3 separate regions of the Sus scrofa genome follow, and regions 1 and 2 are each linked to region 3. A link is a contact called in public Hi-C data. All regions are on one chromosome and are shown on one strand. The core of a region is the stretch at or near the end of the contact, and the rest is flanking DNA. Distances in the headings are between cores, read along the strand shown. Region 1 overlaps LOC106508433 (a long non-coding RNA gene). Region 2 has its middle 52 kb from the start of GLRX. Region 3 overlaps LOC106508433 (a long non-coding RNA gene).

Region 1 (4,584 bases), core at 1,469-3,968, 260 kb before region 3:
AAGGAGCAAAGGAGAGGGGCACAGAGGAAGAAAGAGAAAGAGAGGAAGTAAGATTAGAGATAAATAAAGGAGAAACCAAGAAAGCTCAGTGATGATTATCATTTTTGGCAGGTGGATTTATGGTGTTAATGGCAAAAAAGCAGAAAACCAGGAGGAAGCTGTTCTCACTGACCTCAAAGGTATACATATCAATTACTCGCTTTGGTAAACATGTCTCCTGTAAGTGGTGGCCGTGACTGTCGCCACCAAGGGAGCCACTGTGACTGAGCCCGTAAGCCAGGAATGTAACCAAGCAGTGTGTCTCTCACATGGCCACTCTGTGCCACCAACTGGCTTGGTCAAGAGAATAGCCAAGGCAGTGGCAGTTTTTGTTGGATATGGCACATTTCTTTGGAGGGTGTCCTTTGCTCCCATAAGATAACCTTACAGGTGCTTTTCTTTGCTGTGATTATCAGCATATTGAAAAGAGTTGAATTTTCCTAAGCCACCAAGCATTCAAGAGTTTGTGTGATTATGCCAGTTGCCAAGCAATTTCGGGGGAGGGGGGGCAAAATAACAGGAAGGAGAGAAGTCAGGTCTCCTACCTACTGCAGCCCAGGACCCAGCATGGCTGTTATCTTGAAAGGGAAGGAAAAATCAATGATCTGACTGTGTTTGCTCCACATTCCAACTGGACGTTTCATCTTTTCTCTGTAGTCTGAGCATGCGAAAAAGGAACATGCTGACCCATGTGAACAAATGCTCATTCCAAGTCCTATGCAATAGACAATAACTCCCCAGCTATTCAGAACTAAGCACTCCAACAACTCAGAGTCCTCTGAGACAGTAAACAAAGCATGAACAGTAAACAAAGCAAACAAGTAAGCAAAACCCTCTGAGCAGCCAGAATACACATGATTCCCCTCCCTTCCCAAAGCTGGACAGTTACTCCCAGGAGAGACCACCAGATCTTTGCCCAGAATCCAGCTCATTCTAATCAAGACCTAGTTCTCAGCAGTTTAGCTATGTGGTACTACAGCCCACAAAGATTAGAAACAGAAGTATGAAGGGATGTGTACTGCCTAGGCAAACATACTGACAGCAGTACAGAAACAGCTGGTCTTCAAGGAAAGGGCAGAGCTAATGGCAGCACACAGGCAAACCAAAACCAGTAAGAACAATATAAGATATAAATGCAGGAGAAAATGATCTATCTACTTCAACAACTTCCTTAATATATTGCATAGCACAGTAGAGTAAATCATATTGTAACGATAATTCTGAATCATCAAGAAACATACATGGGATACGCAATGATGGAAAATAATATTTAAGTATATATATATATGTATGTATAGCTGAGTCACTATACAAAGTATTGAAAAAGATTCAATACTTTGCTTATGAAAGCAGAGAAGTTTTAACACTTTTTTTAAAATTTTAAGCATCTCAATAGGTAAAGTTCCATTTTCTGGAACCTCCACGAATTACTGACAGTTTTATGTGCCAATATTTATCTTTAACGTACATGATCACTAGCCACCTAGTAACTGGCCAGGGCAAAGCCAAACAAGAAAATGGGAAAGTGGATGAAAATGTCAAATTCAGATTTTACTGCACAGCAAAGTGAAGGATTTGAGAGGAATGGATGGAGTCTTAAAAAAAGGCAAATGTATTGAGAAACTTGCCCTGAAGATAGGACTAATCTTCCAGAACACACTGGTGGCCGTTCTTGTGCCATATGTGGCAGCAATGCAGGTTGAAGGAGGGAGGGTGGTTCCTTCTTCACAAAGGACTTAGAAAGGTAGTGTGGAATCAGAGCTGATCTTCAGGTTACCTGTTAAGAAGGCAGAGTTCCAGGATATGCTAGTTTGGCATATTTGGCTGGATCCCCAGAGTCTGCATTTTTTCAATCTCAGCCAAGTCTAGAACCATGACTTGGACAGTTCTGCCACCTCCACCTGAGGGATCCTAGTCCAAAGGGCCATTGGTGCTGCTTCCGGGATACACTCCTGTTCAGTTCAGCCTGGCTTCCCCTGTGAACATACAGAGCTCACCCTCTCCCACCGGAGCCTGGTGAGATTCCTAGCCAGTACCCAGAGGCGTTCCAAGAGATTAAGACAGAATGAGAAACATAAAACTAGCCATAACTTTATTATTATTATTATTATTATTATAAGGTAGTTGATCTCCACCCACCACCATCAATAACAAGTGTTTGAAAAGAAATTAAATGTAGACTGGATATTTTACTATATCAAAAGAAGTTATAAGAACAATGAATTTTTTTTTTTTTTACGTTTCTTTAGGAAGCTGACACTAGTGGTCAGAATGTTCCAACTCTAACCACTTTCTAACCTTCTGCCACTCTGTTTAGTATAATAAAAGCTCACTCTTAGGTACTGCTTAGCCTGTTTGGTCCGGAATCATTTATTGAGGCATTTGTACTCTCTAGCCAGCTTCATTCTTTCATGAATTTCTTTTATTTTCTTTTATGAATTTAATTTTCCATAGAAATATTATAGTCCTCACCTAGTGCAGACTTTTCAAATACTCACATAGACCAGGTCTTTAAAATTAAAATAAAATGAATCATTAGTAATGAATTTGAATATGCAAAACCTTCCAGCATAGGTAGAAACAAAGCCTGGCAATACTTGTTTGGTATTGCAGCTGCTGGAGTATCTATCTACTCATTACCTTTATGGTTTTTTTCCATTACATGGAAAGCAAACAGTGATATCTCTGAGCACACAGAAAATTTCTTCTGCACAAACTAAGTAAACTCTACTGTCAATGGGGGCAGCTTGTTTAACCTTTTCCCTTCTATTGCTAAATAGGAGTAGGATGTAGTATGAGACTGAAGGGAGGAAAAAATTAAAATTTACAATACTCTGCATCTTTCTGCAAGATCCTCATTATGAATGCTAGAAGAGGTAAGAATAATGTAGTTTCCAGGTTGGTCTACAGATGCTATGAAAGTTTCTGCACAATTATTAAATTCTAGTTCCTTAGAGACCAGAATTGTGGCTATTCATCTCTGGTCCTATACAGGTGTGTCTAAGATATTAGAAGCAGGATTAGCATACTTGGGATTCTACTCGGTTTCTACAATTTCCTATATCTCTTCATCAAGTAACACCTTTTACATTATTACTGCATAGAAATACCCTCAAAATAAGTGAGCTAAAATTCTCTATAACTTAGAAAGGTTTCTAAACATACCATAATATGAATATATGCTAGATGAGGAGGGTAGACAGGGATTAGGGGAACAAGGGAAAATGAGATTTTTTTGGAGTCAAAATAAATTTTGAGTGGGCTATCTGAACAAAGATGAAAAATAGCTATTATCCTTTACCTTGCCTAGTAGACATATTTTAGGTTTAATCTAAATAATCTACAAAGTTTCTCCTTCCACATGCTATTTTGCCATTCCCACTTCTTAGAGTATATCCTCCAAGGTTATATTTACATACATTCATGGAGATTTACATAGTAACTCCATAAATATTTAACGAAAGAATGAATAAACAGCATTTAAAATTTTCAACTTAACATCCCGAGTGTGCCATTACAGAGGGAGAGTGCAGGCTTTTCAGTGAGTAGAACTGGACTAGAATTCTCGTCAGCTGCTAACCAATGGACAAGCCTCATTCAGCCTCCCTATCCATAAAATGAGGTTAATACTATTTGCAGAGTTACTATAAAGATTAAAAATAAGATCTGTAAATCTCTAAGCACAGTGTCTGACATATATAATTTTTATGGTGACAAGGAGTTTTCTTTAAAAATTAATACTACTATGAGCATATTGATTTTCATTATTTTGCATGTCCCAACTTTTTCTATGTCAGATAATCCTACTATGATTTTATTATTTTGCCTGAAATAATTTTCCAGAGCAGTAGAGCATCATATTCAGAAGGAATGAGAAAAAACACTCCAAGGTAAATATAAATGATTTTCTAAATTTCAGAATATTACTTCATTCTAGTGTTTGGAGCTCTGCTGAGAATTTCTCTTTAACCATCAAGATTCTTGGATTGCAAGGAGAGAAAGTTGAATCAAAATTAGTTTATCAGAAGGATACAGGGTAGCTCATAGAATTGCAGGAAATGCTTTATAATCTGACCTTGGAGGAACTGACAAACTAGGTCACTCTGGGAATCGAAGCAAAGAAACTAGGAGTGTGTCTTAGGGCAGCCAGGCAGAATGTTTCAACTCTAATCACTTTCTAATCTTCTGTCATTCTGCTTCAAAATAATAAAAATTCACACTTGTATATTGCTAACCCTGTGCCAGTAAAGCTTCTAAGTACTTTCCATGTATTAACTCACTTAATCCTCGCAGCAGTTTCATGAGACGGGTAATTCCCAGGAATAAACAAAGTCCATCAGTATAGCTTGAGTTTTGTTCCCATGTATTGGGTCAGAAGGTACCTCATTTGATAGCCCCACCAAGACAAGATGGAATAGTGAAAGGCCAGGGTAATTTTAGCAACATAAGGGTTAAATGAGGCTGGGCAGACAAAAATCCCCAAATGTCTACTACATTTGATAAAACCCATATGCCTGGCTCTGAAAGATCCATGTCTCTATTTCT
Region 2 (4,462 bases), core at 1,044-3,543, 130 kb after region 3:
CTGGCTTGGCAAGGCTTCTGGAATTGGGGGTGGCACCTGACCTCAGGTCCCCTGAAAATGGAATGAGGCACTTATCAGGCTAGCATCTGGCTGTCCCCAGGCACCACACAAAGGAAAAGAGGCAAAAGTTTAAAGGCAGGAATTGGAAGACCTAATTGCACATCTGACATACCATGGTCTTGGGAGTTTCAGTTTTCCCATTTCCAAAATGGGGTAGAATGGGTAATTGTGTGTGTGTGACTTTACTGTCCTGATGCATCATGATAATCTATTACTTCGCCAAGTATCAGTTTGCATTTGTTTCTGTTGACACATAAAATACCTACCTACACACACATGGTACACACATAAAGAATGAGAATTCTTGGAGTTCTCATTGTGGCTCAACAGGTTAAAAACACAACACATGCTGTGGCTGTGGCGTAGGCTGGCGGCTACAGCTCAGATTAGACCCCTAGCCTGGGAACCTCCATATGCCACTGGTGCGGCCCCAGAAAAGACAAAAAAAAAAGTTAAAAAGAAAACAAAAATCAAAAAACACAACACAGTGTTTGTGAGGATGCAGATTCAATCCCTGGCCTCACTCAATGAGTTAAGGATCTGGCGTTGCCGTGAGCTGTGGTGTGGGTTGAAGACACAGCTCGGATCCCGCGTTGCTGTAGGCTGGCAACTGGAGCTCCAATTTGACCCCTGGCCGGGGAACTTCCACATGCCTCAGGCGCAGCCCTGAAAAAAAGAATGAGAATTCTAAGTTGTCATTCTTAGCTCCCCATATAGGTTGGCCTTATGTAGTATTTACATGTTCAGAAGTATGTCATGTAGAAATTCAAGCGAAACTTGAAAAACATTTTCTGGCAGGAAGCCCAGGTGGGGTTGTTCATGGAGACAATGATGACTGGACCAGGCGTGGGAGGGAGCAAGACGCATAGATGAGGCAATCGGCCTGGAGCTTTTTTAACACGTAGACAAGAATGTAGACAGTGGATTAGGGCAGAATTTTGATTCTTTCATTTCCTTCATATGTTTCACTGAGTGAAGAAGGGTAGAAGTTGACAAAAATCTCAAACAACCAATCTGTCCCAAGTTGGTGTTGCCCTTTAAAAAAAAAAAAAGTGCTTATGAAATACTTGAATCTCCTCAGTACAAATACAACGGGTGAACTAAAAATTCAAGTAATGGCCCAAGGGGCGGGGAAGTGTAATGTTGACTCTGATTTACAGAAAGTGAATCTGACTCATGGCAAAGTCCTGCAATTTCACATGAACTCACGCTGCCTGTAAACGTCCCGGAATCAATGGTGAGCAAATGTCAACTCTGGCCCGGCAGGCAGAAGCACTTTGTTTTCCGTTCTGCGGAAACGCCAAATCCCATCTCTCTGACAAAGGTCCGCGTCAGGCCGCTGTGTCATCAATTGCGTTCGCCAAGGCAGCGGCTCTACGTGAGCGGGGACCACTTCCCGACTTCTTGGTATCTTTTGAGCCTGCCGGGGAGCTAAGACTGGCGGGCCAGGCCTACGCGGGACGCAGCGCCACCTGCTGGAAGCCGAGTGATGGAGCAGCAGACTGGAGTTGACCGCGGAGACCAAAAAGTCCTGTTGGCGCTTTTGGCTTTGAGGCAACAGCCGGGCCCTGCCGAGAAGGAGAACCAAAACATTATAGCAGAAATAGGCACCCTTTATCCAAACCTGTCCTCGAGGCTACACACCATCCTTTCCTCACCATAGAATGTGGGTGGTGTGTGTGCATGTGTGTGTGTGTGTGTGCATGTGTGTGTGTGTGTGCATGTGTGTGTGTGTGTGTATGCATGTGTGTGTGTGCACGCGCGCGTGGAGGCACAGCCAGGTTGCATATTCAGGTGTGTCTGCACTGACCTCCCAGAGGTAGGTAAAGCGGAATCATCTTCGTCCCCCTTGCTGGATCTGTAAGCACATCCACAGTTGACAGAGACTTTTACATAAAATATCCCAGTTAATCTCCCACTACTCTGTACAAATAGATAAAACAATCTCTATGGAACGAGCTGCCAGCTCCCTGGCTCTCCTAGTAGAATTACTCATAACCTAACCACGTTTGAGGATGACAGCTAACTAATGAGCTTTCCCCTCTTGTCAAAAGACTTGGCCCACATGGAAACAAAGGCTGTCACAATCCCCCAGCCAGGCAGGACTGGCTGTCATCGTGGAGATCAAGGGCTGACTCCTAAATGAAGTAAACTCCAGCCAGCTGTGGGAGGGAGCAGCCTGCAATCAAACCTCAGCGGCTTCCAGGCGGCTGGTAGTGGGCATGTCAGGAAACTCAGACAAGTCAGCCTGTGGGGGTTTTTGCCAGAACCTCATTGGCTCTTCAGAGATGTGCTCACGTATGTCACAATCATGAGGTGACCTTCCCTGCCTAAGAGGTTACTGACCTCGATCCATGGACATTTGTGGAAGCAGGAGACCTGAAAGACAAAGCAAAGGTGTTGGAGGAAGGGCGATACTGCTTTGGCAACGTGGACATGTTTGCTGATGGTGCTAGGAGCACCAGTGACCCAACACATTGATCCTTTGGGATTTTCCTGGCGACCAAATAAACACTATAGTATCTTGAGAGCTTCCTTATGCCAGGCAGTAGGTGCCTTACCTTTGTGGGTTTTGTTGTTGATGCTTTGTTTGTTTTCATATAATCTTTACAACTGCTCTATAAGATATGCACTATGATCAACCTTGTTTTACAGATTTGGAAACCGAGGCCCAGAGAGGTTAAGAGGTCTGCCTAAGGTTACACAGCTCAGAGGAGTCCAAGGCAGGACCGAAGCCCAGTTCTCTTTGGCTGGAAAACTATGATCTTAACGTTTGCTCTACTGCTTTTCAGCTGTTAGTGCCCTACTCGGCCCTAAACTAGAGTATATTTTTCTGGTCATTTATGGCCCCAAGTGACTCATCAGCCACATGATCACACCACTCATTTTCACTGCCCCCATCTCGGGCAAAAAAGCAGGGCCTGAGGAAAGAGCTTTCATCCACTTTGTTTTGAGCCAGGGCAACAGACTGGGATCGGTTGGAACAAACAGTTCTGGGTCAGAGGTCAGGGGACAGACTGGCCTCTGACAGCAAAAACAAACAAGGCCTCCCAGGGCCATGAGAGGACCTACAGGCGGAGCTCGCCTGGGCATCTCTGAAGGGGAGGCACCGGGTCCGAAGGGCGGCTGGGGCCCTTCTCAGGGGGATGAGGAAAGCAGCATTGTGGACTGGGCCACATACCAGTTGTGGAACACAGGGCAGGCGCAAGGAACCACACATGGCAGCACCATCTCTGAGGACTTGGGAGAGGCTAGCTTTGCCCTGTGCAGGAGCAAAAATGCCCTCCGCACCGAGCTGCAGGCAGACATGCTGTCCTGCTCCAGGCTCTGCAGAGGCTGAGTTGGCTGGTTATCGCTTCCACAACAACAACAAAAACCAAGTACTATTATCTCATAAATGCTGTCGTGCACTTATACGAAAACTGGCAAAGAGATGTTGCCAGTCTTTTGCCCTTGAGTGAAAACCTTCTGGACAGCGTGACAGTTTTTTCTGGGAGGCAATGTGACCCGGCTGGGTAATCCGAGTGACATGTTCCTTACAGCCATCCCATACGGCTGGAGTTCACATCCACTAACGCCAATGCTTATTTCCCCATGAAGCCAACCAGTCCTAAAGGCAACAGAAAACAGTGCCAGATGTCCACCTAGAGGCTGGGAGGGAGCAGATGGGTGGGCGTGAGAGGGCTGTGATGCTGAAGCACAGCCTACCTGGGAGGAGCCAGGAAGCTGGGACCCAGCCACTCTCCCTGCTCCCTGGCCTCCAGGGAAGGCCCATCCCCCTGCCACTGGGGCAGCCACGCGGAAACTGGTGCTTGCGAGGTGGCACCATCCCCAAGCCTTCAGACAAAAGGCTTTTGTCTGGGAGGTGCTGGGGGACGCCACACAGCACCGATTCTTCCTAAATTGATTTTTTTTTTTTTCCTGAATGTTATCTTGTTCATGGAAAGCTATTTCCACGAATTGACTGTTAAATATCCCATATGATAAGGGAAATACCATCAGCGCTATGACTGGAGGGGAATGGTGAAGTCTAGGCTGGTGTATGCCGGGGTGTTTTTGAGTTCATCAACACGTAGAGGCAAGATAATAAGGTAAAAGAAGGCTTGTTAGGCTCTGATGCAAAAAAAAAAAAAAAAAAAAACAGAGAAAAACAGCTGTGTGCTGAAGTATATTCCAGTTGGACAACATAACAGAGAAACGGGGACCTAGTGGGTATGACACTGTTGTGATGGATGCATGATCTTATGCATTGGTCAAAACCCGTGGAACTGCTCAACCCAAAGAGTGAACTTAGTGTAAATGATGAACCTTAATAACAGTGCTTCTCTATGGCTTCATCAATGGTAACAGCCGTGGCAACTGATGCAGGAAGGTAGTAACAGGGAGCTGAGGGCAGCCAAGG
Region 3 (4,565 bases), core at 1,651-4,150:
CTACAACAAAGGAAGCCAAAAATTTTAATGGAAAAGACAGTCTCTTCAACAAGTATCCTAGAAAAACTGGACAACTACACGTAAAAGAATGAAATTAGAACATTCTCTAATACCATGTACAAAAATAAACTCAAAATGGATTAAAGACCTAAATGTAAACTCTGAAACCATAAAACCCCTAGAAGAGAACATACGCAGAACACTCCTTGACATAAATTATAGCAATATATTTTGGATCTGTCTTCTAAGGCAAAAGAAATAAAAGCAAAAATAAACAGGATCTAATTAAACTTTTAACCTTCCACATAGCCAAGGAAACATTAACAAAATGAAAAGACAAACTATAGAATGGAAAAAAAAATTGCAAATGATATAACTGACAATGGTTTAATATCTAAAATATATAAACATCTCATACAACTCACTATCAAAAGCAAACAACCCAATCAAAAAATGAGCAGAAGACCTGAATAGAGACATTTTTCCAAATATGATATACAAATGACAAACAGGCACATGAAGAGATGCTCAATCAACATCACTAATTATTAGGGAAATGCAAGTCAAAACAATAATGAGGTATCACCTCACACCTGTCAGAATGGTGACCATCAAAAAGTCTATAAGTAACAAATGTTGGAAAGAATATGGAGAAAATGGAGTTCCCGCCGTGGCACAGTGGAAACGAATTCAACTAGGAACCATGAGGTTGCGGGTTCCGTCCCTAGCCTCACTCAGTGGGTTAAGGATCTGGCGTTGCCATGAGCTGTGGTGTAGGTCACAGACGTGGCTCGGATTTGGCATTGCTGTGGCTCTGGCGTAGGCCAGCAGCAACAGCTCCAATTAGACCCCTAGCCTGGGAACCTCCATATGCCACAGGGGCAGCCCTAAAAGGACAAAAGACAAAAAATAAATGTGGAGAAAGTGGAACTCTTACACACTGTTAATGGAAATGTAAATTGGTACAGCCACAGTGGAAAACAGTAAAGATGTTCTAAAAACTAGAAATAGAACTACTATAATCCAGCAATTCCACTCCTGGGTATATGTCCAGAAAAAAAATGAAAACATAAATTCAAAAAGACACATGCACCGCAATGTTCATTACAGTACTATTTACAGTAACCAAGATATGGAAGCTGGCCTTTTTTTTTTTTTTTTTTTTTTTTTAACTTTTATAAAAATTTACCTTAACATTGAATTTCTGAGCTAAAAAAAAAAAACAAAAAAAAAACAAAACAAAACAAAAAAAACCCCTTTTACTGGCCACACCCATAGCATGGAGAAGTTCCCAGGGCCAGGGATCAAACCCATGTCATAAAAGAAACTCAAGCCATTGCATTGACAATACCAGCTCCTTAACCCACTTCAACACAAGGAACTCCAGGGGAAAAAAAACTTTAGAAAACGAGTTGACCCCCTGTACTTCACTGATAAGAAAATTTCCTTATCAATAGCAGGCACAGAGAGTTTAAAATATTTAACTAAGTCCACAAAGTGAGTTGGTAGTGCTCTAAAAGCAATTGTCTCCTAACTCTTTGGACACAATATCACATTCTGGTCATTTATTTTGTGTTCCAGGCTCCACTCCCAGGGTTAAGGGGATGACATGGTTCACATGTACAATATTTAATTAAAATAATTTAAAATGTATTAAATAAAACATCTCAAGCAAGCTTAATTTTAATATAAATGCTCTAGACCCTGGAAACTGGAAGGAATTTTAGGGTTGTTTTTCTGATGAATATATCAAATTCAAAATAAAAGTGGAGTTTTATTCTAGAAAGCACTCCAGTTTTGAAATTTAAAATGCCTAATAAGAGCCTATATCTCGTTTTATTTATTAAAAGATCATTATTCCTTAAGCAATGAGGTCCTGCTGTATAGCACTGGGGACTGTATCTAGCCACCCATGATAGAGCATGATAATGTGAGAAAAAAGAATGTATATATGTATGTGAGACTGGGTCACCTTGCTGTACAGTAGAAAAGTGACAGAAAACTGTAAACCAGCTATAAGGGAAAAAAATGAAAATCCTTTTTTAAAAAGTAAAAAAGGTAAATAAATAAATAAATAAAAGATCATTATTCCCTTGTTGGAATTACTAATATTTGTTTGTAGTTGCCCAAACAGAAACGACAGGGTACAATGTGATCTTATGAATCAGGACTTATTCTTTGAACTAGTTCACCTTTACTGCTCAATTCTCATGTGCCAAATGATAGAGGACCAAAATTACTTATTTTTGTCTGCTAAATCATACATAAAAACCTTTAACCTGCTCCCAAACAATTTGCCCTAAACTCTTTCTAAATATAAAAAAAATATTTTTAGTTTAACACTTCATACCATTGGCAGATAACCCAAAGGGAATGTTTAAGGTTACCAGTGCATTTATCTTATCAAAAGTTGTCTGGTCTCTTTGGGCTACTATTTGGATTCCAGTTAATCAGGCCTATTTACTAGTTTAAGAACTTTCAGCAATTAACAGTATGCAAACAGCACCAATCTGCTGTTATTTCAGCTGGGAAAGCAGCTATATGATCCAATATACCAGCTTCCTTACTAAAAATAAATGGTAACACTTTCCACTCCCTGGGGAGTTAGCTTTCAAGTATGTCACACCGTCACACTGCATAACAAAACCAAAGAGTGTGAAACATCTGAATAATTTAAAAAAACCAAAAGACTTGCGATGTTTTCAGATTTAAAAAAATAATAAAGTAGTTTTGCCAACAAAAACATCATTGCAGGAAGACAAAACAAATACAGTGAATTTAAGAGGCAGGCTGTGATCGCTTTTCCTTTAAGAACTACTGCTTTCCTTGCTTGTAAGACTGCTTGGGTATATTAGCAATTTTTAACACAGAGTAATTCAAATCAACAATACATTTGCTCTTCAGACTTTGACACTTCCCCAGCTGCCAGGCCTGTGCTTAACTAAACAAGTACAGTAGTGCAAGTGGAACATTTATGTAACACAGAAACTATAAATGTTCTTTGAGAAACAAAGAAGCCTACTCACTCTAGAAGATATGACAAGGGGCTAAGAGTATTACATTTTAAAACAGAGAAAACTCCCCTGAGGAAGATATGTATTTTAAACTTACTATAGCTAAAATTATCATGTCATCTGTTTACTGACAATAAAATATCATTTCATTTCTCTAAATAATTTTTAAAAATTCACTTAGCATCTATCTGACTTTAGTCACTATACTAAGAAATTTACATATATTCTTTCATTTAATCCTTGAAATAATCCAATGAGATGTAGAGAGTAACATTTATCCTATTTTATAAATAGAGAAACGGAGACTCAACATTAAACACCAAAACATGGTTTGAACTTGTGAGGTCTAACTTTAGTGCCTGAACTCTTACCCACTTCAGGCAAATCAAAGTGACACTAAAGACCAAGATCCTGTTGTGGCTCAGTGGTTAACAAATCTGACTGGGAACCATGAGGTTTTGGGTTCGATCCCTGGCCTCACTCAGTGGGTTGAGGATCCAGCATTGCCATGAGCTGTGGTGTAGGTCGCAGACGTGGCTTGGATCTGGCGTAGGCTGGCAGCAACAGCTCTGATTAAACCCCTAGCCTGGGAACCCCCATGTGCCACAGGTGCCCTAAAGAACAACAACAACAAAAAAAAAGAACAAGATTTAAAAAAAAAATTTTTAATGACACTAAAGAAATTTTAGAGTAGAAGAGATGTCAAAATACCTGAAATAAACATTGCTGATAATAAAATCATAAAACAATCCTATCTACGGCCCTTCTTTTCCACTGACAAGTATGTAGTGATTCCCTTCCCAGTGCTCTTTCCTCCCCCTTCTGCCATAACACACTTGCACACACACGCACCCATGCACACACTTGCACGTGCACGCACACACACAACTTCACTAATAGTGCCTATGGTAGTAAAAAAAATAGAGCAGGAAAAAGTTAATGTTCTACCTCAAAAAATGGACTAAATACTAAGTGTGACCTCAGAACTTGTTGGGTAGGGAAGGGAAGAGAGATCCTTATTGGAACAATCGATTAGATGTTCCCACTTGTTTGTTTACTTCTAGGTAAACGCATTTACAGGTATATAGGAGCAAGAAAAAAAGTCTCCACAGAAGAGCTGGATCCTGGATTTCCTTCACTTCTCTGCTCAAGACAAAAGGTCTGCTCTTTACCTGACAGAAACAAATGTAGCAGGTTTCTAAAACAGAGTTAAAAATGAATTTTCTCTAAATAAACGTGGCTCTTAGTGAAGCAAATCCTGGAGACTATCATTTTCCAGTCTACAGAACTTATTGTGATGTAGGAAATGTTTAACATCTCTGCAGTCCAATAAAGTAGCCACTAGCAGAGTTCCTGTTGTGGCTCAGGGGTTACAAAACCGGCTAATATCCATGAGGATGCAGATTTGATCCCTGGCCTTGCTCAGTGGGTTAAGGATCTAGCGTTGCCCAAGAGCTGTGGTGTAGGTCGCAGACACAGCTCAGATCCTACATTGTTGTGGCTGCAGTGCAGGCCAGCAGCTGCAGCTCCAAGTCAGTCCCTAGCCTGGGA

Evidence for each region. A called contact is a pair of places that touch in the nucleus more often than the background predicts.
Region 1: a contact with region 3 is called in a Hi-C map of liver, with 8 times the contacts expected there. The contact joins two enhancer-like sites. A contact is called at or near these places in 4 of 47 Hi-C or Micro-C datasets (liver and skeletal muscle).
Region 2: a Hi-C map of liver shows a contact between it and region 3, with 2.8 times the contacts expected there. The contact joins two enhancer-like sites. A contact is called at or near these places in 5 of 47 Hi-C or Micro-C datasets (liver and skeletal muscle).

Annotation. Positions count from the first base shown.
Region 1 is chr2:102,877,240-102,881,823 of Sscrofa11.1, reverse strand. All of the region lies in intron 6 of LOC106508433 (a long non-coding RNA gene), which reads right to left. Among named protein-coding and RNA genes, the nearest start is that of PCSK1, 170 kb to the left of the region's middle. Within about 2 kb of position 2,718, at least 8 of the 83 cell types and tissues checked have an H3K27ac peak or open chromatin away from gene starts, as enhancers often do. A contact at or near this core is called in liver, where this site is marked.
Region 2 is chr2:102,487,867-102,492,328 of Sscrofa11.1, reverse strand. No RefSeq gene overlaps it. Among named protein-coding and RNA genes, the nearest start is that of GLRX, 52 kb to the right of the region's middle. Within about 2 kb of position 2,293, at least 37 of the 83 cell types and tissues checked have an H3K27ac peak or open chromatin away from gene starts, as enhancers often do. A contact at or near this core is called in liver, where this site is marked.
Region 3 is chr2:102,621,781-102,626,345 of Sscrofa11.1, reverse strand. All of the region lies in intron 3 of LOC106508433 (a long non-coding RNA gene), which reads right to left. Among named protein-coding and RNA genes, the nearest start is that of ELL2, 33 kb to the right of the region's middle. Within about 2 kb of position 2,900, at least 9 of the 83 cell types and tissues checked have an H3K27ac peak or open chromatin away from gene starts, as enhancers often do. A contact at or near this core is called in liver, where this site is marked.